Regions from separate parts of the Mus musculus genome. Here all the other regions are linked to region 2. The links are chromatin contacts, called in public ChIA-PET, Hi-C and HiChIP or PLAC-seq maps. All regions are on one chromosome and are shown on one strand. The core of a region is the stretch at or near the end of the contact, and the rest is flanking DNA. Distances in the headings are between cores, read along the strand shown.

What was found. Hi-C and Micro-C count contacts between places; a contact is called where the count stands out from the background. ChIA-PET counts read pairs in DNA pulled down with a chosen protein or histone mark. HiChIP or PLAC-seq counts read pairs in DNA pulled down with a chosen protein or histone mark.
Region 1: a contact with region 2 is called in an H3K4me3 HiChIP or PLAC-seq map of bone marrow-derived macrophages, with 3 times the contacts expected there. The contact joins the enhancer-like site here to the promoter of Phf21a in region 2. A contact is called at or near these places in 2 of 39 promoter capture datasets (Sertoli cells and hippocampal neurons), 3 of 484 Hi-C or Micro-C datasets (LSK cells, cerebral cortex and cortical neurons), 4 of 115 datasets of contacts at active chromatin or transcription factors (the HPC-7 cell line, the SCID.adh cell line, bone marrow-derived macrophages and 1 more) and 3 of 9 other capture datasets (adipose tissue, macrophages and pancreatic islet).
Region 3: an RNA polymerase II ChIA-PET map of memory CD8 T cells shows a contact between it and region 2, with 2,248 read pairs. The contact joins the enhancer-like site here to the promoter of Phf21a in region 2. A contact is called at or near these places in 1 of 39 promoter capture datasets (pre-B cells), 9 of 484 Hi-C or Micro-C datasets (B cells, CD4 T cells, CD8 T cells and 6 more), 9 of 115 datasets of contacts at active chromatin or transcription factors (the HPC-7 cell line, the SCID.adh cell line, bone marrow-derived macrophages and 6 more) and 3 of 9 other capture datasets (adipose tissue, liver and macrophages).
Region 4: a contact with region 2 is called in a Hi-C map of Sertoli cells, with 2.3 times the contacts expected there. The contact joins the enhancer-like site here to the promoter of Phf21a in region 2. A contact is called at or near these places in 5 of 484 Hi-C or Micro-C datasets (the Patski cell line, Sertoli cells, bone marrow-derived macrophages and 2 more) and 3 of 115 datasets of contacts at active chromatin or transcription factors (the SCID.adh cell line, embryonic stem cells and neural progenitor cells).

Annotation. Positions count from the first base shown.
Region 1 is chr2:92,271,522-92,278,082 of GRCm38.p6, forward strand. All of the region lies in intron 6 of Phf21a (PHD finger protein 21A), which reads left to right. Among named protein-coding and RNA genes, the nearest start is that of Mir1955, 83 kb to the left of the region's middle. Within about 2 kb of position 2,075, at least 61 of the 459 cell types and tissues checked have an H3K27ac peak or open chromatin away from gene starts, as enhancers often do. A contact at or near this core is called in LSK cells, the SCID.adh cell line, adipose tissue and 4 more, where this site is marked.
Region 2 is chr2:92,182,497-92,188,925 of GRCm38.p6, forward strand. Phf21a (PHD finger protein 21A) reads left to right here and starts at 1,686. Exons shown (of 19, transcript NM_001362829.1): 1 at 1,686-1,856.
Region 3 is chr2:92,252,356-92,258,905 of GRCm38.p6, forward strand. All of the region lies in intron 6 of Phf21a (PHD finger protein 21A), which reads left to right. Among named protein-coding and RNA genes, the nearest start is that of Mir1955, 64 kb to the left of the region's middle. Within about 2 kb of position 3,721, at least 47 of the 459 cell types and tissues checked have an H3K27ac peak or open chromatin away from gene starts, as enhancers often do. A contact at or near this core is called in CD8 T cells, the SCID.adh cell line, effector CD8 T cells and 2 more, where this site is marked.
Region 4 is chr2:92,090,756-92,097,382 of GRCm38.p6, forward strand. No RefSeq gene overlaps it. Among named protein-coding and RNA genes, the nearest start is that of Gm31473, 66 kb to the left of the region's middle. Within about 2 kb of position 3,511, at least 9 of the 459 cell types and tissues checked have an H3K27ac peak or open chromatin away from gene starts, as enhancers often do. A contact at or near this core is called in Sertoli cells, where this site is marked.

The DNA of each region.
Region 1 (6,561 bases), core at 825-3,324, 89 kb after region 2:
ATACATGTAAAACCATGAGATATTGTTTTACCACATGGGCAAAGTAAATATACATAATATCAACAATAATTATTGATATGGAGTTGAGAATCCTGTGTACTAGTGGCTGGTTTGCCACATGGGGAGCAGCATTTGTATTTTGTAGCAAATCTGAAATGTGCACCTATGTGTCTTATTCTAGAGCATCATTGTCCAGTGTGGCTGCAAATGTAAAGTAGTCTTTTCTAGTTGCTGCGTTACAACAAGAAAATAGGTAGGAGTCATTTTAAGTTATGATCATCAGTTTTAACTACATATTTTATAAAATGTACTATTTCGCTGTAATTTTAAATCTAAATACTTAATTTAAATTCTGGAATCTAAAATACTTCAACATATGATCAACATTGTAAGTCTCCTGTGAGCTGTTTTACATTTTTTTCTTTACAAAGTCTTTTAACCTGGTGTTTGTATTTTCTACCTGTAGCATGTCTCATTTTCTATAGCCGCATTTCCATGTTCAATAGCCACATGTGGCTAACAGATACTGTACTGGACAGGGTAGCTCTAGAGGTGCCCTTAGTGATGCACAGAGGGACTTGTTTACAGTGGACTTTTTCATAATAGCTGAAACAGAATCAATCCGAGCATCTTTTGACAAATAAATTGTGGTATATTTTTAGAGTAAAATGATATACTACAGTTACAAAAGAAAAATGAATGAACTACAGATTTGTTAATCATCATGGGGAATTTTGCAATACTGGAGGAAAATTAAAATTACAGAAGGATACTTAAAAGCTATTAAAATATAATTGGGACCTGTGTAGTTGAAATGAGAACTTGGCTAATGTATGAGGTTGTGAGGCCCTAGGTTCAATCCATAACAACACACACACACAGTTACAGTTTGCAGGTACATATGTAGTAAAGTCGTAAATTAAAATGAGTGAAAAATTCAGAAGTAGTTTTCTTACAAGCCAGAGAACGATACAACTGGAGAGAAGTGGCTTGCAGATAGATAGATGACACATGTCATTAATGCTCAGTATATAGTTGATATTCAGTTTCACTAATCAAAGAATAATGATAATGAAGTGGATTTCTTTTTGCCTGTGAAACTTGTTAAAAATGTGAAGATGTGGTGGTGTGGCTTGGCACTGATCCCAGTGCTTAGGTGACTTAAGCCCAGAAGCTTGAGAGCTCGAGGCCAGCTGTGCTACAAAGCAGGTGCTGTGTTGAGCAGTCCTGTCTCTGTGAACAGTTCGTGTACTTGGAGAGCAGCAATGCCCACAGATGATAAGACTGTGCAGCCCTTTGGCTAATAGAAATCTACATTTTAAATTGATTTCAGTGTTTTTGTCTTTAGTTTTGGGTTGGGAGTGTTGTTTACTCTGATCATGAATGTTTGGTATATGCAAGGCCCTAACTTCAGTCCTCTGCACCAAAAGAAAAGATTTAAATGAAAATACATTTCTGTTTTTCTGTGAGATGCTCATTTTATGCAGCTGCAGTTATCCTAAGGATAATGGATGGTGTTCTATTCCAGTGGATCTCAACCTGTGGGTCGAGACCTTTGGGGTCACTTACCAGATATCCTGCATATCTGATATTTACATTTTGATTCATAACTAGCAAAGTTAGAGGTACGAAGTAGCAATGAAATAGTGTTATGGCTGCAGGTCACCACAGCATGCATTGTAGTGAAGGGTTGCAGCATGAGGAAGGGTGAGAACCACTGCTCTAGACTTACTAAGTTAGACCCCAGTGCCAGCCAGTCCATGTTTGAGAAACGGCTAGAGATTGGCACAGTTCCCAACCTTTTTCATCTGAGTTTTGAGACTGAACCCAGGCTCCCATGCACAGTGTGGAGTGTTCAGACGCTGAGCTGTTCCTCTATGCCCAAACATTTTTCTTTAAACCAGCATTTACGATCAGGTTTTGACTGATTTGGCAATCAGCAAATAAAACTATTGTCTTTATTTTGGTGTAGAAACGAACAAAAAGCTGTGCATTTGGGGAAATTGGGTAGCTATGTGACCCTATTACAATCTAGACCTCAAACCTGCTGCTAGCTTTAATCAGGCATTCATGTCTCATTCTGAGTGAGAGTCGCTTCTGAGTATTCAGGGATACTTTCACTTTGAATAGAGTGCTAATAATAAAGTCTCTGGAAGAGAAAAAATTACTGAGTACTTTTCTGAACAGTGTTTGGTCTCAGAGTTAAAACCAGAGGAAAAGAGTCCCAGCCAGGTGCTCTGGATTTGACCTGCCTCCATACCTATTAATCTGAAGAGAGCCTGAGACCCAAACAGTGGAGGAAACACACAGCCTTTCGTCTTCCACATGTGTCTGCTTTAGACAGAGTACGTCTGTGCTGCTTTTCTCTCCTAAAGAGTATAGTTCCCACTAGCCTTCTCTTACGCTTGCAGCTCTGAGTCAGTCTGTCTATCTGTCTGTCTGTCTGTCTGTCTGTCTGTCTGTCTGTTTTAGCCAAGGAAGTGACATATCAGTCCAAACTGTGGTTTCTTGATTATGAACTTGGCAGGCCTGTGAAAGATGGGTAGCCAAGGAGCTAAAGGGATCTGTAACCCTATAGGTGGAACAACATTATGAACTAACCAGTACCCCAGAGCTCTTGACTCTAGCTCATATGTATCAAAAGAGGCCTAGTCGGCCATCACTGGAAAGAGAGGCCCATTGGACTTGCAAACTTTTTATGCCCCAGTACAGGGGAACGCCAGGGCCAAAATGTGGGAGTGGGTGGGTAGGGGAGTGGGTGGGAGGGTATGGGGGACTTTTGGGATAGCATTGGAAATGTAAATGAGGAAAATACCTAATAAAAAGTATTAAAAAACAACAACAACAACAAAGAAAGATGGGTAGCTTCAGTTATTACTGCAGTTGGGAACTAAGAAAACATGTTTCTGACACAGGCAGGAGGCAAAAGACTTGCTGAGGAGAGTTTGGAATGGATGTATTGCAGAACAAAACTCAGGATCAGGCATTGATTGAAATGGCCACATGACAGGAAGAAATAATTCTGCAGGTTTGAGCTCATGTGCTCCCTGATAGACTGTGCGCTAGGTGCTCAGTACTGCCTGACATGCTAGTCCTCCGAGAACTCTGGCACTGGAGTTCTTCATGGTTCTATCTTGTTTGCTGTGTCAGTTACTGACCTGAGAGAAAATACAGGTGTGTCAGGATTCTCTCTGATCAGTTACCCCCATTTCCTTCACATCTTGCCCAGAGTACAAGTTGTTCTTAGAATCTCTCCCTCTCCCTTCTCACTCCTCCCTCCTTCCTCCTCTCATTCCTCTCCTCTCCCTTCATCCCTTTCTCCTCCTATCTTCCCCTCCCCTATTTTTCCCTCTATTGTATGGAAGAAAAAAATATTCAAGTTCTTTAAAATGTGATCTTAAAAAGATTTAAAAATAGTTGAATGAGAACATAAAATATTTCATCACTTTTTGATTGGGGGGGAAGGTGTATGTAGTTCTGGCTGTCCTAGAACTTGCTATGTATACCAGGCTAGACTGGATTTACAGAAATCCTCCAAATGCTTGGATTAAAGACTTGTGCCACTATATTTTTAGTGAAAATTGATTTTGTTATTTATGATACAATTGTTTGAAAATATTAAATTTATGTTTCTGGTTTTACATTCAAGGCTGTTTAAAAATTATTTTTAGGTACATTCAGAGAGTAGACTAATGATAATATATAGCAATAAAAAATTTTTTTAAAAGTGACTGGAGAAATGTACAAAGGAGCAAATATGTAGAATGAGGTTAACAGTGAGCATTATAGTTAATAGGAGTGTCTTGCATTCAGGATAGCTTGATATAAGTAGATTACTGCTGTGTTGGAAGGTTGGCTGGTAAGGTAAATGATGGACGTGTTCATATCTGTTACTACAGTAACCATTTTACTGTATACATGTGTTTTATATCTTGTACATGAAATGTACACAGTAAAATTTGTATTTTCAAAAAAAATCAGTTAATGAGGCTCAGCAGGTAAAGGCACTTGCTTTTTAAGTCGTACGATCTGAGTTCGATCCCTGAAACCCACATAACGGTGGGAGAAAAGAATCCATAGAGCTCTCTGACCCCTACCTGCACAGGGTGGCATATGTGTGCCCAGCATGGTCGTCAGCATCATACAGAAAGCTTTAAAAAAGTAGAATAAGGAAAAGTATTTCTACATCTCAGGCTAAGAAAGAACACTTCTTATTATGTATTTAAATTCTTTGTACAGATGCTAGTATGAAATCAGGTGTTTTTTTTTTTTTTTTTTTTTTTTGAGACAGGGTTTCTCTGTGTAGCCCTGACTATCCTGGAACTCACTTTGTAGACCAGGCTGGTCTCCACATGTTCAGCGAAAAAGCCCTAGATGAAAATATTCATCTAGATTAAGAAAAGACAATGACATGTCCGAATACAATAAAGGAAGCATTTTTATTTATTTGTTTTTTCCAGACAGGGTTTCTCTGTGTATCTCTGGCTGTCCTGGAACTCACTTTGTAGACCAGGCTGGCCTTGTACTCAGAAATCTGCCTGCCTCTGCCTCCCAACTGCTGGGATTAAAGGCGAGCGCCACCACTACCGGCTAAAGGAAGCATTTTTGATCAGAGTAACAGCTCATAGAGAAAATGTCCTTGTTTTGACACTCACTCAAGAAATTGGAAAATAAAAGCTAAAAATGTACCTTGGTCATAGTCTCCACTGAGTTGTCTACAGAGGGGCGGGATTTTAAGCCTGCTGTAGTTTTGAAAGTCTTAAAGGAGATGGAGTTCAGATACAGTCAGCAGTTGGCTCTGTCTAAAGCTGCAAAGCACAACACTTTGCTCTGTTAGCTGGGTGTGTCAGGGCTTCCTTTTTTCAAAGGGTATCTTTTTACCTTTCTATCTTAAGAATGCATTTCCATGTGGATATAATTATAAAATCAAGTTATAAACACCATACAAAGAATAAGCCTTTGAAATACCTTCAGAAATAAAAAGTATTTTACCTTCATCTTTCTCCCATTCTTAATGTTCTTCTTGTCTTTTGTTATTTTTTATTAACTACAAAACAGCAGAGGGGGAGGAAACTTGGAGTAGTTCTTAACTAAAAAGACCCCAGTGGCCATTTGTTATTGTATGCTGTTGGAGGTGATGTGGATTGTATTGCTAGCTTTTTAGATTATGTTTAAGAAAAATGTAAGGATGAGTACAGCAAAGAAGTATTTGAATCTTAAACTCAAAAGGAAACATAAGGTAATCACTAAGCTGTTTTCAGAATGGTCACTTAGTTGTGGCTGTAGGAAAGAGCAGAATGTTGTTTGGCAGGATCTTTGATGTGAGGAAAATCTCCGTTGAGTAATTGTTAGACCTGATGAAAATCCATAGCAAGTAGTGTCAAGTAGCTAAAGAGCATCCACAGCTGCCAAGTGCAGAAATAGGACATCATCATTGACTTCTCCAGTCAAGCCCTTAACTCCTCACTGTCATGACAGCTAGGACATTCACATGCTATACCGTGTCTTAAAACGGAAAAATAGGTGAATAAACCATGAGTATATGGGTATGAGATTTGGGTTCAATTAGCCTCCAGGTTCAATTAACCTCCAGGGTTGAAGGTCTGATATCTGTTCTCTTTGGGCTCATGTAGTTCTTCCTGGGTATAGAAAGACATGTTAAAGCAAAAGAAAAGGTAAACACCTCGGAGAACAAGCTTTTAAAATGGAAAGAAACCCTTCCACATAGACAGCAAGATGAGAATTACAGCTGAATTGGGAAGCCTTAGAGGAAGAAATTTTTTTCCAAAAATGCAGTAGATATAATGTTATTTTAATTATAAAGCAATGTATATTTATTGTAAAGTCCTCTGCCAAGTTACCAAGGCAAAAATTGCCTGCAAGTTCACCAGTGTTCATATTTTGATGCACAATGTGCTTTATTTTCATAGGAATTAATGTGAGATTATTCCAGAAGAACCAAGAGGGATCACTGTGTATATTCTTAAAAATTGAAATGATGTTGCATCCTGACGCCAGATAAATCCTGGGAAATTGAAGTTTGGGTGGATGAGTAAGAATGCAGGGGCTGGAGAAACAGCTGAGCATCGAGAGCTCTTGCAAAGGATCCCAATTCAAACTCCAACACCTTTACTGGGTGCCTCACAATGGCCTGTAATTCTAGCTTTAGGGACTCCAACACCCTCTTGGCCTCCATGGGCACTGTAATTAGGTGTACAAGTCCATAACCAGACCACCTTTTTTTAAAGTTTTTTTTTTTTTTTAAGAATACAAATGAAGTTTTGGAACAATTGTTTTTTGTAGTATATCCTTCAAATCCATCTTTAAAAAATATGTCCAAGCTCCTTCTGGTTCAGACTTTTTGTTAGCTTACCATCTATTACATCACCCCAACTGTAGTAAATGTTAACCTGTTTGTGTTATTAGATTGTTGTGAAATTGTAGTTAACTGATACCACTTTATCTCGGCACCATGAAGGTTGGATGTTGGATGTTGGCTAGGGAGTGATATTTCTGTGGCTGCCAAAAAATACTTCTTAATATACTTAAAACAAATAGGAA
Region 2 (6,429 bases), core at 436-2,935:
TAAGAGCTAAGATTTTTTTTTTTTTTTTACTTTTAAAAAAAATTGTGGTTGGGGGTTATTTTATAACCCAACAATTCACCCGTGCAAGAGCATTAAGCTTCAAGTTGAAAACTATCGATTTAATAATTTAAATGAACCTCCTCAATGATTAAAAAAAAAAAAAAAAGGCCCTCCCCGCTCAGCCAAGAAATCTCTGAAAACAAGAATTCTTCTGATGTCGTCCCCCCCAACCCCCGCCCCTGCAGTTCTCCATGTTACAGTCCTTGGAGGTGGACTAGGCATAAAATACTTTCACTAATAAAATATGACAAACCGCCGGATTATACGTGGCCGATTCCCAGTGATTGCCCTGCTACACAAAGCAGAAAAGTAAATGCCATCATCCCCCTTAGAACAAAAGAACTTAGGAATAAAAAACATGGAGAGGGGGGCAGAAAGCAGCAATAAATAAAGGTGAGCGAAGGACCCCGTCCCCCGCCCCTCCCCGGAGCTAGAGTGGGACTCGGCACGGCTAATAAAGTGGTTCAAGGGTAGTTATTTGCAAAGGGGGCGGGGTGGCCGGGGATTGCATGTTGCATTCGACTTGAGCTTGCATCTTCTCCTGTTGCCTGGACCACTCGCTCCCCCATTGCAGTGCTTCCTCCTCGCTCCTGCCTCCTTTCCACCCCCACCCCTGCAAACTGCTGTTGCACTGGAGGGAGTTGGGGTTGCTCGGGAGCCCCCCAGCAGCTCTCAACGGCGGGAGGGGACCGGGGCTCGGGCCTGGCCGGGGCTGCGACGCGGCGGCGGGCCGGGAGTTTGGCGGCCGCTCGGCCCCAGCGCCGCCGCCGCCGCTGCACCGGAGTTTGGCTGCTGCTGCCCTACTTCACTCTAGTTTAGTTTCACTCACTTTACATCCGGGTTTTTTCCCTAGGCAATGGGTGCCGCAGCACACCCCGTTCCTTAGGCAAAGTGAAATAAATTCGCCGCACCGACACGTCAAGTAGTCCGCCCGCCCGAGCGCCGCCGCGGGCCCCCGCCGCCGCCCCGTGCCCCCGTGGGGGTCCCCGGCGCCTCCCGCGAGCGACGGGCTCGCACGCAGGGGCGCGGGGCGGCCCGGGACCGTCGCGGTCCAGCTCCGCCCGGCCCCCCGCCCGCCCGCCCGCTCTTCCCTCGTCCCCGCTTCCCCAGCTCCAGTCCCTCTCGCCCGGCTCTCGGGAGCGGCGGGGGCGCGCACGGCGGCGGCGGCGGGCCGGCGGGGCCGCGCGGCGGGCTCCCGCGCGGGCGAGTGTGTCTGGGCCTGGGCGGAGGGATCCCCGGGCTGAGGCGGCGGAGGTGCTGCGGCCCGGGGCCGGGTGGTGAATGGGCTGGTGGTGCTCGCTGCTGCTGCTGAGAGGAGGAGGAGGAGGATGAAGAGTTGGGCTTGTTTGTCTCCCACAGTTTCTCTCCTGCTGCTCTGATTCCTCCCTCCCCATTCCGGCCCGGGGCCTGTGTGTGTCTCTCCTGGAGGAGGAGGAGGCTCCAGTTCCTCCCCCCCACCCCCTCCTCCCCACCCCCCCTTGCCTGGGGAAGAGGAGGAAAGAAACAGCCCAGAGAGAGAGAGAGAGAGAGAGAGAGAGAAAGAGAGAGAGTGTGAGTGAGTGAGAGAGAGGAGAGGAGGAGGAGGAGGGAGAAGGGAACAACCTACCATCTTAACACACTAATATCTAAAAAGTGCGAGAGGCCCAGAGCAGCAGCAGCAGAAGCAGCAGCGGCAGCTCCAGCCTCTTCCCTCCCTCCCCATGAAGAAGAGTTCCCTCCTCCTCCTCCTCCTGCTTCTCCTGCTCAGAGTTCCTGCCTCCAGCTGCCAGGGGGGACAGCCAGCCAGCAGCAGGAGGGTGCAGTATCCCAGCTTTTTCCATTCTCTCTTTTCCTCACTCTCTCTCTCTCTCTCTCTCTCTCTCTTTTTTTCTTGAGTAGCTCTATTTCTCCTCCCTCCCCCTTCCCCCCCTCCCTCTCTCCCTCTGTCTTGTCTCTGGTGTTTGTCTCTGGGAAGGAGCAGGGGCTGCTTGCTTGGAGTTTGTTGTGGGGGGGAGGTAGGGGGAGGGGAGGGGTGTGTGGGAGGGAGGAGGGAAAGGGGGTGTTCTTGTCAGGACCCCTCAGTCAACTTGAGATTTCAGCAATAACTTCCCCTTCGGGGCGCCCCCCTGCGTGCCCTTTTCCTATTCCTCTCCCCCCCCCCTCCAGGAAAAAAAAAAAGACAATGGGAATACCTCGTCTCCCCCCTTCCTCCCCTCTGCCCTCCACCCCTCCCTAGGATAGATTGGAAGTAAGTTTATGAGCAGCCTCGGGAGCCTGGGCGCTGAGTACAGGGCCAGAGCGGGTGACAGGGGCGGCGCGTCGGGGGTGGCGGCGAGGGGGCGACACAGAGTCCCCGTGGGGGGTCGGGCTGGGGGGCCGCAGGGGCGGGGGGCGCGGGCCGAGGCCGCCCCCCGCGAGTGCCTGCGGCCAGGGGATGGCCGCCTGGGCCCCTTCCCCACCCCCACCCCCTGGGATGCTGTCGGGGGGAAGTTTTTATTATGGTTATTTAATTTTAAAAAATATTTTTTTGGGAAAACCATCTTGTTTGGTGACTGAGAGATCTGGTTTAAAAAAAAAAAAAAAAAGCTGCGGCTGCTGACGCTGCCGGGCCCGAGTGTGTGTGAGTGAGTGTGTGTTGGTGCATTTGTCTTGGGTGGCCGGAGCAGCGTTGGGGAAATTCCGCTTATTCTTCTTCTTCTGCAACTTGTTATTCCGAGGAGTCCGCCTGCACCCCTCACCCTGGGGCGGCCCTCCCGCCGTCGCCGCCGGCCGGCCGCCCCGGGACCCCGCGCGGGCCGGGGACTCGCAGGCCCCTCAGAGAGGGGCCGCGGCCGCCCCTCCCCCCCGGGCCGCGGGGGGAGGGGCGCGCGGAGTGGGACTCTTTCCGTTTGGTCCAGCCCCGCGGTGCACGCAGTTCCCAACACTTCTCGTCATCCTCTCTCTGCTCTCTTTATTCTGCTGAGCGGTGCTGTTAGGATTTCTTTCTCTCTCTCTCTTCGCTCGCTCTCTTTTTTTTCCTACCTCCTCTTCCTCCCTTGACCACGCTCGCAATGGTGGGTAGCTGCAAGGTGGCCCTGGCAGGGGAGGGGTTTGATGTGGACACTGGGGCACCGGGCGAGAGAGGTCTCCTTTCAACTTTGTCTTGTGGCTTGCACCCCGGGAGGAGGCCACATGCCGATTGTGGGGTGTAGATGTGCCGGGAGTGATTTCTAAGTAGTTGAGTTGTTGAGATGAGGGTACGACGGCTAGTGGTAGACAGGTTTTGTTTTCGTGGGTGAATTCGGTGTCATCATATTCCGGTCATATGTTGAAATATTCTTTGTTTAGGTCTTGAAGTAGAGGATCTCCCTCTGCACGTCCACATTGTGTTGTTTTTAAATGATGTTTCCGGGAGTATGGATTTCTAGAATCACAAATGTGATTTTAAGGTCTCGGCATGTGTGGGCCTCAGCACTGGCCTTGACAGTGAACTTTATGGCTGTGTTTTTGGACTTCTAAGATTTTATCCCATGGCTGGGATGCTCGTTATGCTTTTTCTTAATGGTAGATAATCAGGAATGTAGAGTCTTGAGCTGAGGAAGTTAGAGAGGGAAGGGCATTTATTTATTAATAATTGATAGCTGAGTGTTAGAATCAGATTCATTTGGGCTGGTTGAAGGTTTTTGGTTGTTGTTTTTCCTCCCTTTTTTCTTTAAAGTTGTCCTGTACTCCAGGGAGCCTTTTGGCAGGCATTCTTTCTGGTGGCTCTTTGGGGGCACGGAGAGGGTGGGTATCACCTTTTAGAGAGGCCGTCACCATCATCTGTAGTTTTACTGAAGGCAGGCCTGCTCAGGAGGCTGATATTGAGGCTAAGAAGTGGAGGGCCACTTTTCAGAAAAGTATTTATGATGCTTGTTTACATTTCATGTTTGCTCACATTTGGGCAGTAGAAATAAATAGGTCAGCATTTCTATTGGTCTTTGAAGGTTAGCCCCCCCCCACCCCCTCAAAGTTTTACCATCTACTTGGTTTACAGCCTTGTAGGAAAGAATTACTGATTTTTCCCTGGGAATACTGTTACTTATTTTAATTTCGGTAAGTTCCTTGCTATTTTCTTCTGTCTTCACTTATATATGGAATCTGTTGTGAGCTTAACATTAGCTTACCGAGGGCCATTTTAAATGTCTAAGAATACATTTTAAAATCTCAGGGCATGTTTTAGTGGCAAAGAGGAATTTTTTGAATGTGGTAATGCTCATGTTTATTAAGAATTTCAGTACTCAGCACTTCATATGTGTACAGCTATCCTTGAGGGAAGGACGTAGCAACAGTGCAGGAAATCCTCACCACACACACATTTGACTAACATGTTCAAACTATTTCAGGGCTTTTCTCTTTCTTGAGACTTTTGATTTTGGAAACTCAATATGTACATTTTGACTGACATTGCTGGGTTGCCTATTATAGAAAGTTTTTTTTTTTTTCCTTATGTACTATTGGAGCCATTTTTAACTTAAGTTTTTGGACAGCTCACAAAGGTTTATGGTGGTCACACTTTGGACGCACGCAAATCCTTATGGAGCTGGAAGAATAATACATTGCGAAGACACCTGCCTGGGCCGTACCTTGTTGTAAAGGGATAAAAAGTGATGGATGGGACACCGTGTCCTTTGGTTTTCAATGGCCCACCCTTTTTCCTCTTCAATTATCTGGAAGGAGCTGCTTCAGAAACACTCTTCTGTTTACAAGAAGATCTCTAGCACTATCCAGCAGGAGGTGCTACAACAAGTTAAAGGGGATCACTTAATTTTGAGGGTCTTTTTGAAGTTCTCTTCTTATTGAAGTTCTCTTAGCTCAGCTAAGCAACAGGAGTAACGTTCCAGGAAGATTTTGAGTAAGTCTGTTTTAAAATACTATTAATAAGTCACCTTTGCTATTTGAAATCTGCTTTGTACCTGCCTATGCTACTGTGCAGAATAAGGTCATTGTGGATGCTGGGTTAGAAATAGGGTGCTGTTAGGATTATTTTCCTTCAAAGGAGAGCTAGTTTGGTATTGATAAGTGGAGTATTAAACATAATTTGAAAAAATTCTTTGAAGTTGCAATAAACAAAAATAAGTGGCATGATGTGAATGTACTAATAGAAATAAGGTACATCCTTGTAAACATAAAATAGAAATAAGGTAGACAGACATTTTTGGAAAAGGGGATATTGTTTGGGGCGGGGTTTCTTGGATCTTTCTTGCTCTCTCTGAATCTATGGACAATGGTTTTAATCTAGATGCCTTCGTAGGCTTTCAACTTTATCGATACACTTGCTATATTTCAGTTGACCCTCAAAGGCTGTGATTTTTGAATTACAAATGAAATTAAGTGGAGTGCTCTGCAATTCCAGTACTTGGCCCATAATCCTAGTAAGTTTAGGAAGGAGTACTCCGAGACTCAGTGGCAGTCTGGTCTATGCTGTAAGACCTTGTCTCAAGAAAAATAAACAAACTTGAAGGACAGTTATACCTGTTGGTATAAATCTTTGTTGGTGTGTCCATTAGCAACTTTTAATGATGACTGTATAAAGAGGGAAGTAGCTACTTTAACATTTTCATGGCATCTATAGTAGAGTCCTTTGAAATTCTCAGTGTTAGATGAATTGATTGTGAGTCAAGTAAACTGCTGTTATTGTTTGTAAAGTTTTGTGTCAAAGTTTTGAAAACTTAGAAACACATAGAATTTGGTAGACCTGCTTTTAATTTGTAGGTGTAGTATTGTGGATTTTTGTTTTTGTTTTTGTTTTTTTTTTTCCCAGTAATATCGTATTAGGCAGTACTTGTGAAATTTCTTTGTGAATTGCCAGACACCATGTAAACGTTGTTGATGAGATATATAACAAATTAAAACATGAACCAAGTTTTGCTTTAAAATGCTAAGTTCTTCCAAATCAGTTAGGAAAGGAATGCATTAAAAGTGCATGCCGAACACTAAGAATTTTTAAATACTGTCCTGGCTACCTTAAATCTCTTTGTTACAGTTTTGAAGCTTTTGTTAAGGAAAAAAAATGCTGCTAAACAGTTTTCCGTAATTAAAAAATTTTTTTTGCTTTTGAAGATAGTGAAGTATATGCCCCCTATTAAAAGTTGTCTTCCTTTCTTTCTTGTTTGGTAGCAGTTGACTTTAGTGAATGTTTAAGTTTCTGGACTCTTCTGTACACTTGTATTAATACACAGAGTAACAGATGTCCCTGCTAACATTTTGATTGATGCTGCTAACTTTTTGATGAAGGCTCATTGACAAAAGCTTACTAGTTGGTTTCATAGTGAAATGTATGTTGTTATACGTTCACGTTAGACAAATATATGCATTAGTTTTGTTTTCTCCTTTTAGAAGGTTACGTGAGGAAATGACCACTCAGTTCTA
Region 3 (6,550 bases), core at 2,471-4,970, 72 kb after region 2:
TTGATTCAGGTATACGTATGGAATGTGTATTTTGCGTAGCCATTATGCACAGCTCTGGAACACAGCTGATAGGGCTTCTCTTCTTGAGCTTACCAGCCAATGGCATGTTCCTGTATCAAAATGATTATCTTAACAGTCGCAGAATAGTTATCAAAATAAAATCTAGTCTTGGTGATGAAGGCCAAAGCCAGTTACCTATAGAGTGTTGGGCCTTAACCCCAGCTTATACCCCGAATAAACAGAAAAGATTTTGAAAAATGTTGCATCTAGGGCTGTGCTGAATGAGAGTTTCTGGGAGGGGGCCAGAAATGCAGACATACTTAAGAACAGGCAGGATAATTGTAGTTAAGGTAGTTGACAATGCCCAAACTAGATCTGATAATTTCAGATTGATTTGACATGGCATTCTCCTGACTCATCTGGGACCAGTCTACTAGACTGAGTTTGTCATTGATGAGTTATTGGAATCTTCCTAGAGAACAAACTTTACATACTATAAAATTCAGGGATTAATATGATATTAATACTTTGGTTTTCAGCTTTTCCTTTGAGAAAAAACATTCAAAGGTAAGTTGACGTATAGGTAGAAGTTTGCAACTTTAACCAAAGTGTTTTAGCTTTCAGCAGTGAGAGCTCTTTATGGCTCAGAAGCTTTACTAAGGATATTTTATATCTGTCTATAGACATCTAGATAGATACCTAGATATACACATATATAGTCTATATGTTATTTTCTTTAAACCCAAGCAAGGCTTATGTGAAACATTGGGATTCTTTTTACTTGAATTAAAAAAGAAAAAAAAAGTAACATGCAGTCACTATATGTGGTGAGCCAAGACTAACTGATGTTAAAAGGTATCGACAACAACTTGAAAAAGAGCCTTCTTCATCTCTCCTCCTCTCATTATGCAACCCAGTCTACCTGAAACTTGCAGCAGTCCTTCTGCCTCTGTTTCCTGAGTTTTGGGATAACAGGTGTGCACTACCACACCCTGCAAAGTAAGAACTCTTAAGGACATGTCCATTTGCTTCTATTGGTGTTGCAAGGTGTGACACATGTATAGCTTTTCTTTGGTGTTCTTTTGAAACACAGTTGCACATTTATATGTTTTGCTGCATGCACCGCTCAGAAGACTGCAGAGTAGTCTCTTTCTTTAAGTATATATTTTCCCTTGTATTGATACTTTCTAGATCAGGTGTATATGCCAGAGGAGATTATGACTCTGGTGTCTCTGAGAGATCTAATCTTGTGTTCCGTGAAGTCAACTATTTATCAGATCATGAAACCAAATTCTAGAATATACATTTTATCTAATTATGAATTTTGGATCAAAGAGACAATGTAAATAGTTTACTTTTGCCCTTAGAATAACATCACTTTGAGGCAGGCCACACAGACAAGACACAGTGAGGGTCTTACCTTGTGTAGCACTAGCTTTCTTTTGTTCTTGATTTGCCCTGGTGTGAGAATTTGCCTTACGCATCCCCTAGTGCATTTGTGTGCACATGAGCACTTTCTGCTTGCTTCTTGAAGGTGGGATTGCTCGCTTCCCTTTTTGTGATCTGGTTGCTTACCCCTTATGGTAAGCATGGTGATACTGTCTGGGCAAATAACACCGGAAGGCAGAAAGGCCTTGCTAACAGAAAGGGGAAGGGAAAAGGAAGCACTTGGTAGTTTGTGAGGCGTAAGCTGCTTTGATAACGATTCCAGAGCCCTACCAGGGCAGTGATGAGAAACTGGTAAATAACTATGTTACTTCATGGGTTCTAGTGAGAAGGAACAGTTTAGCCCCTTAGTATCTTATTCCTTCTATCCCTTCCTTCTGTTTAGTTAAAGTAGGAATGACTCCTGTGTAGTGCTTAGCAGTTTGAGAAGTTTGCAAAGTAAACAAACATGTCCTCTGCCCAGGGTTCAGGAACCAGATATAGTAAGGTTGAGTTATTTGGCTGGTATATTACAAGAACTTTCTTGCTTCTAGTAACAGAAGCTCAAGTCAACATGATTGAAGCAAAAGAAATTCTTTGGCTTATGTAGCTAGCCAGTTTGAGGATGTGGCGGGTCTCAGGTGTGGATGAAATGTGCAGTCTTCTCTCCTTGGCATCATTGGCAGTGCACAGACTAAGCTTGTTGGCTCTAGCAGTTGTCGCTTTGTACTTGTTTTTTTTTTTGTTTGTTTGTTTGTTTGTTTTTGTTTTTGTTTTTGTTTTCTTCCCCACCAACATTTCCTATCCCTAGAAGTGCCAGCCTGAGGCATGGATAGGATTTTCAGGTCCATTCTTGAGCCAAACTTTGTTCACTGTGGTCTAGGGACCATAGTCTCTTTTATCAGCTATGCTCAGCCATGTGCCACCCCTGAAGCAGGGCTTGGGTGTTTACTGTTACATTGATTGTTATCCTGGGAGCAACTTGGGAGAATGCCTTAGCTTTGGAGTTTTCTCATAGCTGGAAACAATGTTGTGGAGAAGTAGACTTGATAGTGCCATTTGTAGATTTTTTTCTGTGTTCCCAACATCATATTAGACTCCTGACTTCTGAGCGGGAAGATTTTCTTTCATTTACCCTTCCCAGCCGTGTTTCTCCCCTCTGATCACATTCCTTTCGGTTTCTTGGTGAAAATTTGTTTTTCATCTAATCTCTGTCTTTTCTGCTTATGTTCTGCTATGAAGTGAGTTGGAGAGCACCCCCCCCCCTTGGGTTGAAGCATAACTACCATTCTCTTCTTTCAAAGACAGTCCTACTGCAGAGCTTAATATATCAGATTAACAAGAACTCCAAATTTCCTAGTGTAGCTAAGAAGCCTGTCTCTAAAGAGCAGAGTGGGAGTATACTGTCTCAGGTTCAGTTGAGTGTCTCTGGAAGCACGAGAAGCCTGGACAGTGGAATGTGGGTTTAGAGACTTTCTATACACACTCCTGCGAGGGCTGTGGGAATGGAGGCAGGAGGGAAGTCAAATGCTCTGGTTTTCATTCTGTCACCAGAACTAAAAGAAAAAAAAAAAAGAAAAAAAAAAAGACCTAACTGTATTTTAGGCCCCCAAGCAGCAGTCAAATGACATGCCACCTGCTGACCTAATCCATTTCATTCTGGTACTAGGATTGCCAAAGCAATTTGCTCAATTGCAATTGACTGTTTACTCTGGAAAACAACAACGATTAGATTTAATGTTAGAAATCATACATTTTATTACAAATTAAAACTTTTAAGGATAAAGTTAATCCTTTTGGAAAAGAAGTCATTTCAGTATGGTGTGAATCCTTCAGAAACTAGCTGTACTTTTAGAAAGCCACTTTTCAATGCTTTTCTAGGAAGGACAGACTGCTGATGAGACAGACCCAAGACAGCAGAAGCTGAGTGAAGCAGGGAACTAGGCACTATGTTTAACTTTAGGTAAAATTTGCATTTTACTATGGGAAAACAAACTGTGTACCTTGCCAGGGATGAACTCGTGTTACCCCAGAGGCTGCTCACCTGCTGAACGGAGCAGAGGGTGTGTGCTGGTGCAGTCCTGTGCACTCGGGCGAGTGTTACTGCAAGACCACCTGTGGCTGGCTTCTTTCTCCTTCAGCTTTAATTTCAAGAATACCATTTTCCCTTCATCAGAATGGAGCAGGACAGTTAAAACTTGCAAATTACAGTTTCAGGACTTGGACTCTGGTCTTGAACATTGTACTTAATAGTCACCTATAGAACTGCAGCTGACACGGTAGAGTTGTAGACGCACGGACTTCCCACTCATTCAGAGATCCTGCCATAAGTAAGTACCAAGCTGGCAGAATGCAGGTGTCTGCTTCCAGTTCCAACCCTCTTCTAGTTCCTGTTGCTCTCAAGGTTCTCCAGCTATGGAATTTGCTTCCCTGCGTGAGCTGCTCAGAAGCCAGCTCTCCTGCTCTGCCCAACACGCTCACAGTCGGCAGAACAGGAAATCACACTGATCAGCACACCACTCTGTTGATCAAAGGAAGTCAACCACTTTTCTTCAACAAGACCCAGCGGTTTCAGTCACTATGACTTCTCTTCCCCTGCCGAGAGCAAGGCCACTGGAAAGCTCCTGGCAGTGTGAGTCTGTGTGTAGAGAGCATGGCTGTTCCCTTTGCCTTGCCTGTGGCCAGGAGAGGACAAGGTGGTGAGGAGCAATGGAGAGAAACAGCAGCCAGAGTCTTTCCTTTCGGAAGCTGCGAGTGATACATTTCTTGTCGGTGGCAGTCCCTAGTGGCCGCCCTTAAATTTCTTGGGGAAAAACTTAATATTTGTTTTAATTACAAAAGAGCCGAGCCCCTCAGCAAATTGAGCATGTGGTGACTACATAAAATATATGATAGAATATGGTTTTACTTTGAGTTAATCACAGGTCTGGCAAATTAGAAAATTTAAACAAGTCACTTTTTTTTTTAATGCTTAATCTTGTAATTGTGTTCCTTTTTGCAGTTTGCTGGGTAGTTTTGTTTTTTGTTTTTGTTTTTTAGTAAGGAACCTGCAGACCTCAATGCTAATTAATTGTATATAGGCAATAGTATATGCTATTTGTGGCTCTTTCCAGTGTATACGTCTCGTCCTCATAAGCTGTTGGCATTGTAGTACAGTTTATAATATAGAATGTGGAAGGAACCCTCTGAAGAGGACAGTGCCTATTCATTGCTGTGTTTGCAAGTGAGCAGTATGGCAGCCAGCAAGGACAATGCTGTGACAGGTGGGAAGAGCAGATGCAGAGATGCCCCCTCTGTTCCCTCCTCTCCCCCCTCTTCAGCTTGACTTCATGGTTTTCTGCTCCTTTCCGTTTAGAAGCCACGTGTCCCCTACCCACCCCACCCCACACACATTTCTTTGGCTTGCAGGAGCCACTATACAAGAATACACTGGAAGCTAGCCTGTACTTGACCTGTCCTGAGCATAGGCTGTCTGGGCTCAGCCTGATGTGCAACTGAAAAGGTGAGGACCCGACATAGGAGAATTCATAGAGCAGGTTTTGACAGCTTATTATCTGAATTTGAGGAATGATAGAGGACTTCTAAATTCTGGCTCTGCAAATTCTGTAGTACTTTGTATCAGAAACAGAAGTCACATTTTTTGTGTATAAAGAAAGCTGCTTCCTTACCTTGGTCTAGGCTTGGGTCTAAGTGAGCAGGGAGAAAAGGAAGCCAATGCCCCAACAGTCTGTCTCTCCTCCCTGAAAGTGAAGCTCTGCGCCCTGCTGTGAGGAATGCAGCCGGCAGTGGCATAGCTTGTCATCTGCCGAACTACTTGAGCTATTCCCTGCACAGGCATCCAGCTAAGGATTTCCTTTCTATGGTCTCCCTTCAATTATCTTCTCCTCAGGCATTGCTGGTGGGAATATAAAATGGTACAGTCACTTGAAAGACAACAGTCTGGCAAGTTTCTCAAAATGTTAAGCATGGAGTTGCCATGTGACTCAGCAGTCTCACTCCTGGGTGTGTACCCAAGAGAAATGAAAACAGATGCTCAGGCGAAAGCTCCAACATGAATGTTCATATCTTCATTGTTCATGATAGCTCAGAAGTACTAAGACCTCCATCTAATGAGGAATGGTTAAAGAAAATGTGGTATATCCAAGGAATGCAATGGTATTTAGCAACACAAACAAATGAAGTGCTAATGCTTGCTACAGTGTTCTTGAATCTTGAAAATGTTAGGGTAAGTGGAAGAAATCAGGCACAAAGGCTGTACATTAAATGGTCTTGTTTATATTGGATGTGTTAGATATGCAAATTCATAGTGACAGTGATGGGAAATTGACCACTGTTGCCCATGGGCTAGGGGAAGTGTGCAGGTCTCAGAGTTTGAGGAGTTTCTGCTGATGCATTCAGTTCTTTTTGGGGTGATGAAATATCTAAAGTTTGCTGTGCTTATGATCACAGCACTCTGTGAAGGTGTCTGAAGCTATTGAGTTGTATACTTCAAATGAGTGGATTTATTACATCTGAACTATCTCATAGAGCTGTTAAACATTTCATTTACATCTTGATGAAGATACTGAATGTTTTCTTAAAGTAGCAGTGTTAGAAGCCACATCTCAAGAATGCCAAGTTTGTGACAGACATCACTTACTTGTTTGGTGTGCCACTGTTTTCAGTTTTCATTGCTTTATCTGGCTTGATCCTGATCAGACCCCACTCTGCAGATGAAACTGATCCACATAAGAACAAATGGCTTTACAGGACTGTACAGCCAAATGGTGGGACAAGGATTCACTCTCAGGCTTCGTGCACACTAGTCAGTGCCCTCCTGTGGCATGTCAGTGACCTGGGATGCCTCTCGGATTGATTAGCCTTAACTGTTTTTACTTCTTTAATAGAAATAAAAAAAAAAGTCACTTTTGGTCTCTGATTTGCTTTCCTTATCTGGAAATGGAGATAATGGTGTTTTCACTTTTAAAGTAATTTTCTCCTTCTCCTGGTTTGTTTATGTAAAAATGGATGTTGGGGGCATTCCCTGTCTTGGGATCATACATAAAGACTGCTAAAAGACAGTTCAAACTTCTGCCTGACTGGACAAGTGCTTCACAGTAAACCACAAAGGAATGTTGTTTCTCCT
Region 4 (6,627 bases), core at 2,261-4,760, 90 kb before region 2:
ATTTGTGTGTCTGTGCATGTGTGTGTGTCCACCTGAGCTTGTGTATCTGTCGGCCAGATGTTGACAGTGTTTTCCTGTTTCTCTCCACCTTAGTTTCCAACTGTTGTTTTATCTATTATTCTCCGTGTATGTGCACATATGTGTGTGTATGTGAGTGTATATCAGTGTGCACGTTGCATAGATGTGTTTAAAGGTCAGAGGGCAACTTTTGGGCATCTGTTCTTTCCTTCCTCTGTGCTCTAGTTTATCAGCCCAGGTCTTCATGCTTGGATGGCAAGCGTACACCCCGTAAACTTTGCTGATAACCCTTCACCTTACTTGTTTGAGACAGGCTCTCCTACTTCTCCTACTGGAGCTCATCGATACAGTGAGGTTAGCTGGCCAGAGAGCCTCAGAGACAGAGCTGTCTGTGTCCTTGGTGCTGGGGCTAGAGGCTTGAGCCACTGCCATGGCCATATTCTTTAAGTGTAGATACCGGGGATCGAACCTCAGGTCCTGTGCTGTGGGGCAAGTCGGTTCCTGACTGAGCACCACCCCAGATTCAGTGTTTCCGGTTTATGCAGACCGATTGTAAGTCTTGGAGTGAGGATTAAGGAGATCACTGAATTTGGTACTGGGTTCCCCAAGTGGAGGCGTAGATCCATGACTGCAATGATGACTTGATACCTGCCATGGCCAGAGAGACATGAAGGCACAGAAGGGACAGGGAAGCCTTGGAGGCTGCCCGAGCTTGACCACTTATTCCCGGCATCAGAGAATCAGTGTGTGGGACTGACCTTGACATCCGGTTCATAGCCTCCCCTGTCACCTGCTAGCTGGCTGTGAGTGTGGGTTTGCTTTCTGGTCAACATTCTTGAGTTACGTGAAACAGACAACGACTGTTGCCTGAGCTAAGATCTCTGCCTCCAGAGCGGAGGGACTACCTTGAGCTCTTTCTACTCCTCCCCACCCCCTGACCAGGGCTCCTTGATGGTTGCTTTCATCATGGCCATATCCACTGAGAGAGGGGACTCTCTGAAGCAGATATCCAGAAACGCAGAACAGGCATGGTTAACTCTTAGCCTCAGCTCATGAGTCTGTAAAACGGGGCTGATGGCTCCTTGCCACAGAGGTGTGTGTGTGGAACAGAGGAAACCCCTTGTGAATGTGTACTGTTGATATAGGCATGGAGTGGCAAAGCTTTACCCCAGCAAGGCTCAGGAGGGGTGGCAAAGCTTTCCTTGGGAGTCCCAGTGGGAGTGGATGACCAGTGCACTCAAAGACTAGCAACTGCAGCTTACACCTCCCAGGTGATCACGGCCTGATACCGCTCACCTTCCCTGTGGGACATTAGACTAGCTAACCCTTCCCTGTGCTGTGCATAGTAAGCATGCAGAGGCTCAGTAGGCAAGTAGCAGACCCCCACCTGGTTCCAGTGTTATCGTGTATCTGTGCCTTGTGTTCCTAGCCTTTCTTCAACTCCTTGCTACCCCTACTCTGGATTTGAGGACCCAACCCTAGCAAGCTGATGTTTCTAAGCTGGTGTGTATACAAAGCTCTTAGTACAGTCTTTACTCAAATGCTTAATAACCCCTTTGCACAGGGCTCATTGTAGATGTTATTTATCCAATTATTAATTCCAGTGTGCAATTTACAAAAAGAGAGAGAGAGGGAAGGTCTAGTGGTATAGGTAATGCTATGCCTATAATTCCAGCACTTGGGAGGCTGAGGCAGCAGGATCTTGATTTCTTGGTCTAGATTAGACAGCTCAGTCTTAACTCTAAATAAATAAATATAGCTATCTCCATACAGTTATAGTAATATTAGCAGTTCCCTTAATTTCCTTCCTTCCTTCCTTCCTTTTCCCCTTCCTTCCCCCCCCCCCACCGTCCCTTCTGACATAGGTGAGGTGGCAAACCTATCATCTCAGCCTTGGGGAGATGGAGACAGGAGCATCCCTAGGGCTTGCTAGCCAATCAGTTTAGCCAAACCAGTCAGTGAGTTCCAGGTTCAGCGAGAGACCCTTGTCTAGTATAGAAGAAGACACCTGGTTTTGACCTATAATTTAGACATGCATGAGAATGAATACACACACACACACACACACACACACACACACACACACACACACCACTTAAGCTGAATTTAAAAAACAATAAAATCTTTTCTGCATGCATGACGAAATGAAGAGTAAATATAGGTTAGTGGGCCATGCTTTTAATTCCAGAGAGGCTGAAGCAGGAGAATCGTTGTGAGTTTGAGGCCAATCTGGTCTATATATCAAATTTCATGAGAACCAGAGCTACAGAGAGACCCTGTCTCAAGGAGAGAGAGAGAGAGAGAGAGAGAGAGAGAGAGAGAGAGAGAGAGAGAGAGAGAGAATGAGAACAACAACAAAAACTGAGCCCACTACCTCATATTTGCTTTGAGCTACATGGTCAACTCAAATAGTAATAACTTATCAATATCTTTTAATATGTCTTAGTTCCTTTTCTTTCATTTTCCTAAAACACCATGACCAAGGCCACTCTTATAGAAGAAAGAGTTCATTTGAGGATTACAGTTCCAGAGGGACAGGAGGCCATTGTTTCCATGGTGGGAAGCCCAATAGCAGGCAGGCAGGCAGGCAGCCAGCCATCCCATCGGAACAGTAGCCACCCTAAACCTAACCCTAACCCGAAGTGAAAACGTATGTGTTCTCTGGAAAGTCAGTTGGGTTGGATGGTATTTTGCTGGGGCAAACATGTGAAGGAATGTTTTGTTAAAGTAGACACATGTATTGATCTGCCTTACATTGCATAGTTTTAAGAACCATCATTAAAAGTAAACTTGGAAAAAAAAGTTATATTAAGCTTAACTGTAACCCTAACCCTAACCCTAACCCTATCCCTAACCCTAACCCTATCCCTAACCCTAACCCTAACCCTATCCCTAACCCTAACCCTATCCCTAACCCTAACCCTAACCCTATCCCTAACCCTAACCCTAACCCTATCCCTAACCCTAACCCTAACCCTAACCCTAACCCTAACCCTAACCCTATCCCTAACCCGGGAACTCACATCTCAACCCATGAACAGGAAGCAGAGACCTAGTTGAGGCCAGTCAGAGACTTTTGAAACTTTAAGCCCGCCCTGAGTGACACATCACCTCCAACAAGGCTCACCTCCTAACTCTTCCCAAATAGCAACCAACCGGGGACCAAGTACTAAATGCCAGAGACTCACAAGGGACATCTCTTTCAACCACACCCTATCACATTTCTTTTAGACAAGATCTTAGTGTGTATCATGGCTGGCTTGGAATGTGCTATGTAGACCAACCTGGCTTCAAACTCACAGAAATCCCTTTGCTTCTATCTCCTGAGAGCTGGGATTAAGGGTGTACCCACCACACCCAACTTCTTCCCGACTTTTAAATCCTATCAGGAAACTCGGTTCCCCAGCACAACCTCTTCATAGGCTTGCGGAGGATGAGATTATTGCATGAAGTATTTGCCTATGCCAAACAAAACTGGAAAGGTTACATTGTTACCAGGAAAGTCCTTGGACTCTATTTCAAGACTTCAGTAGAGTTCACTTGGAGTTCCCTATCGTGATGTATTCAGGTCACCCTCCCCCTCGTTAGTGCCGGTTGTATTTAACACTGCCACAGTTAATAAAAGCTTTAGTAGTTAAACGTGCACATGGCATCCTTTTCCCTCCAGGCTGTGTGTCCTGATCTTGCAGCGTAGTTCAACAAACATTTGTCGTTATGTGCACGTTTCTCCTTATAAACTTCACTGTGGAGATCTTATATTGAACTTAAATTTTTTATTCCTATAGCCAGAACATTTTATTTGATTGTTTAAAACAGGAGGGAAGGAACAACCAAATTACAGCATCACCATGGTGAAAGGAGCTTCAGGTTGCTTTGGGTACAAAAATTTTACAATTTAAACAGGAAAATCAGTAAAAGTGGGTTTTTTGTTTGTTTGGTGTTTTGTTTGTTTGTTTTTTAAACACCCTGTGATTTTTTTTTAACCAGAACAAAGAGATCTTCTTCAAAGAAAGGTCATAGGGGATGGAGAGTGACTCAGTGGGTAAGGGTACTTACTACCAGATCTGGTAAAAAGAAAGAACTGTGTTCTGCTAGGTTCCTTGGGACCTCATATAGGTGCCACGGTATGCCATGGTGTGCTCTCTCCAACCTACTACAAAATTAAGCAAGAACTTAGCATCTCTCTCTCTCTCTCTCTCTCTCTCTCTCTCTCTCTCTGGATTTGTGTTGAACAGAGAAAGCTGACAGTCCCAACTCAGACCTTGGAGTCAGAGAAATCACTGTCTTCAAGACAGCAAAAAGAGAAAGAAAAGTTCTGAGCCAGTATTAAAAGGGCACAAAACCGGGGCTGAAGAGATGGCTCAGCGCTTTGGAGTGACTGCTGTTCTTCCAGGGGATCCTGGTTGGTCTCCCAGTACCCACATGGTGGCTCACAAGCATCTGTAAGTACAGTTTAACAGGATCTGACCCCTGGGAGCATCATGTACATATGTGGTACTACATCTATGCAGGCAAGACACTCATACATAAAAAATAATAAAATAAATAAGGCAAAAGAAAGCACCACAATCAAATGTCTTAAAAATAACCACACTTTTGGAATTGATCCCAAGGAAATAACCTGGGCTAAACTTAAAGACTTATCCATAGGAATATTAACCTCAGCATTGATTATAGCAATTAAAAAACCCCAGGAATGTCTGATCAGTGGGGCTGATTAAAGCTGACCTGAGAACTTATGCAGCATCCTTCTGTGGTGGATGTCATGGAGACGTTAGAATGGTATTGTCATATCAAGGCTCTCAGCCAGGGTCTAGGGCTCCTGGAATCTCTGAAATCATGTGCATAATTGTGTGGGAGTGTGTGTATTTCTGGAAGGAAGATTCTTTGGGATTCTCAAATAGGTACATGACCCAAGAGAGTAAAACAGTCACTTCTGTAGAAAATAATCAAAGCAGAAACATGTTGACAGCATATTATTAAGGGAGAGAGTGGGAAAGATAAGTTGAAAGCAACTATGATATGATCTTATTTTATTAAAAATAAAAGTCTTATGTATACACCTGTATAGGGAAAACATGAAAGTGTTACTCACCAAAGCAGTAATCATAGTGGGGCGGCCATTGTAGTGGGGAGGCATGGCGGCTGAGTGACTCATTGTGGGGAGCCTGTACATCTCGGTGAGTCAGGAGGCAGAGAAATGAGCCCAGAAAAGGGGACCAGGCTACAGCTCTCTGCTAGCCAACCCAGCTCTCTGCTCTCTGCTGCCAAGTGGACTGGTTTTAGACTCACTAAGGGACACACCTGTGGGTATGTCTGTGCAGGCATTTCCAGAGAGAATTGGCTGAGGAGGGAAGAGCCACATTGAATGTAGGCTGCACCCCGACATAAGAGTGAATAAAAAGAAGGGAGCAGAACACCAGGGACAAGGAAGGAAACTCATGACCTGGACGGCCCCTCTGTCCACTGAGTCACTCATCCAAAGCATTCCACAGTCCCTTGAAGCAGCTCCACCTGGGGACCTGCAGGGACACTTCTAATGTTGGAGTCTATTATTATTATTATTATTATTATTATTATTATTATTATTATTAGTTGTTGTTGTTGTTGAGATAGGGTTTCTCTGTGTAGCCATGGCTGTCCCAGAACTCACTCTGTAGACCAGGCTGGCCTCGAACTCACAGAGGTCCATCTGCCTCTAGGACATTTCTAATATAAGCCATAGCAATCGGTAATCTCAGAAAAGAAGGAAGGATTATGAATTCTTCTTCTTATTTCTTTTCTTTTTGAGACAAGATCTCGCTATGTAGTCCACACTAGCTTTGAACTCATAATGTAGTTCAGGATGTCCTCAAATTCCTTATCTTTCCCAGATTCCTAAATGCTGAGGTGACAGATGTGAGCCACAATGGCTGGAGGTTTTCTTTGATACACACACACACACACACACACACACACACACACACGCACACACATACACACATATACACACATACACACACATACACAACTCGCACTTTTTTTTTACTTTTTTGAGATAGGACATATCACAGAATGGCCTCAAATTCATTACGAAGCTGAGTCTGACCTTGAATTTTTGACCCTCTGACCTTCCAACTTCTGGGTGTGCCACTGTATCCAATTTCTTCCATGCTGGGATTGAACACAACAGCAGGTGCCTGCTAGGCAGCTGAGTTACACCCTCAGCCCCTCTGGTAAAGCCCCTGGAGTTATTGCTAGCAATGCATGCTGTTGTTGGATCCGGGGACCCAGGCCCATACTGCTACGTTTGTATCTTAACACAGCAACTAAGGGGTGGCTAGTGATGTTCTTTAGTTTTCTAGATCCAGACCTTCATTTCCTTGTTTGTAAAGTGTTTGATGCTTCTGATCGCTAGTTGTGAAATGCCAGGGCTTGGCATGTGGAAGAGCTCACGGGAAGCCAACTGTCCTGAGCAATACAAAGGTGAGGCTATTGTAACATGGAACACAGTACATGGGTAAGGAAGAACACAGCCTGGGCCTAGCCCAGATTTGAGACTCATTTTTTTTAAGGATTTATTTATTTATTATATGTAAATACACTGTTGCTGTCTTCAGACACTCCAGA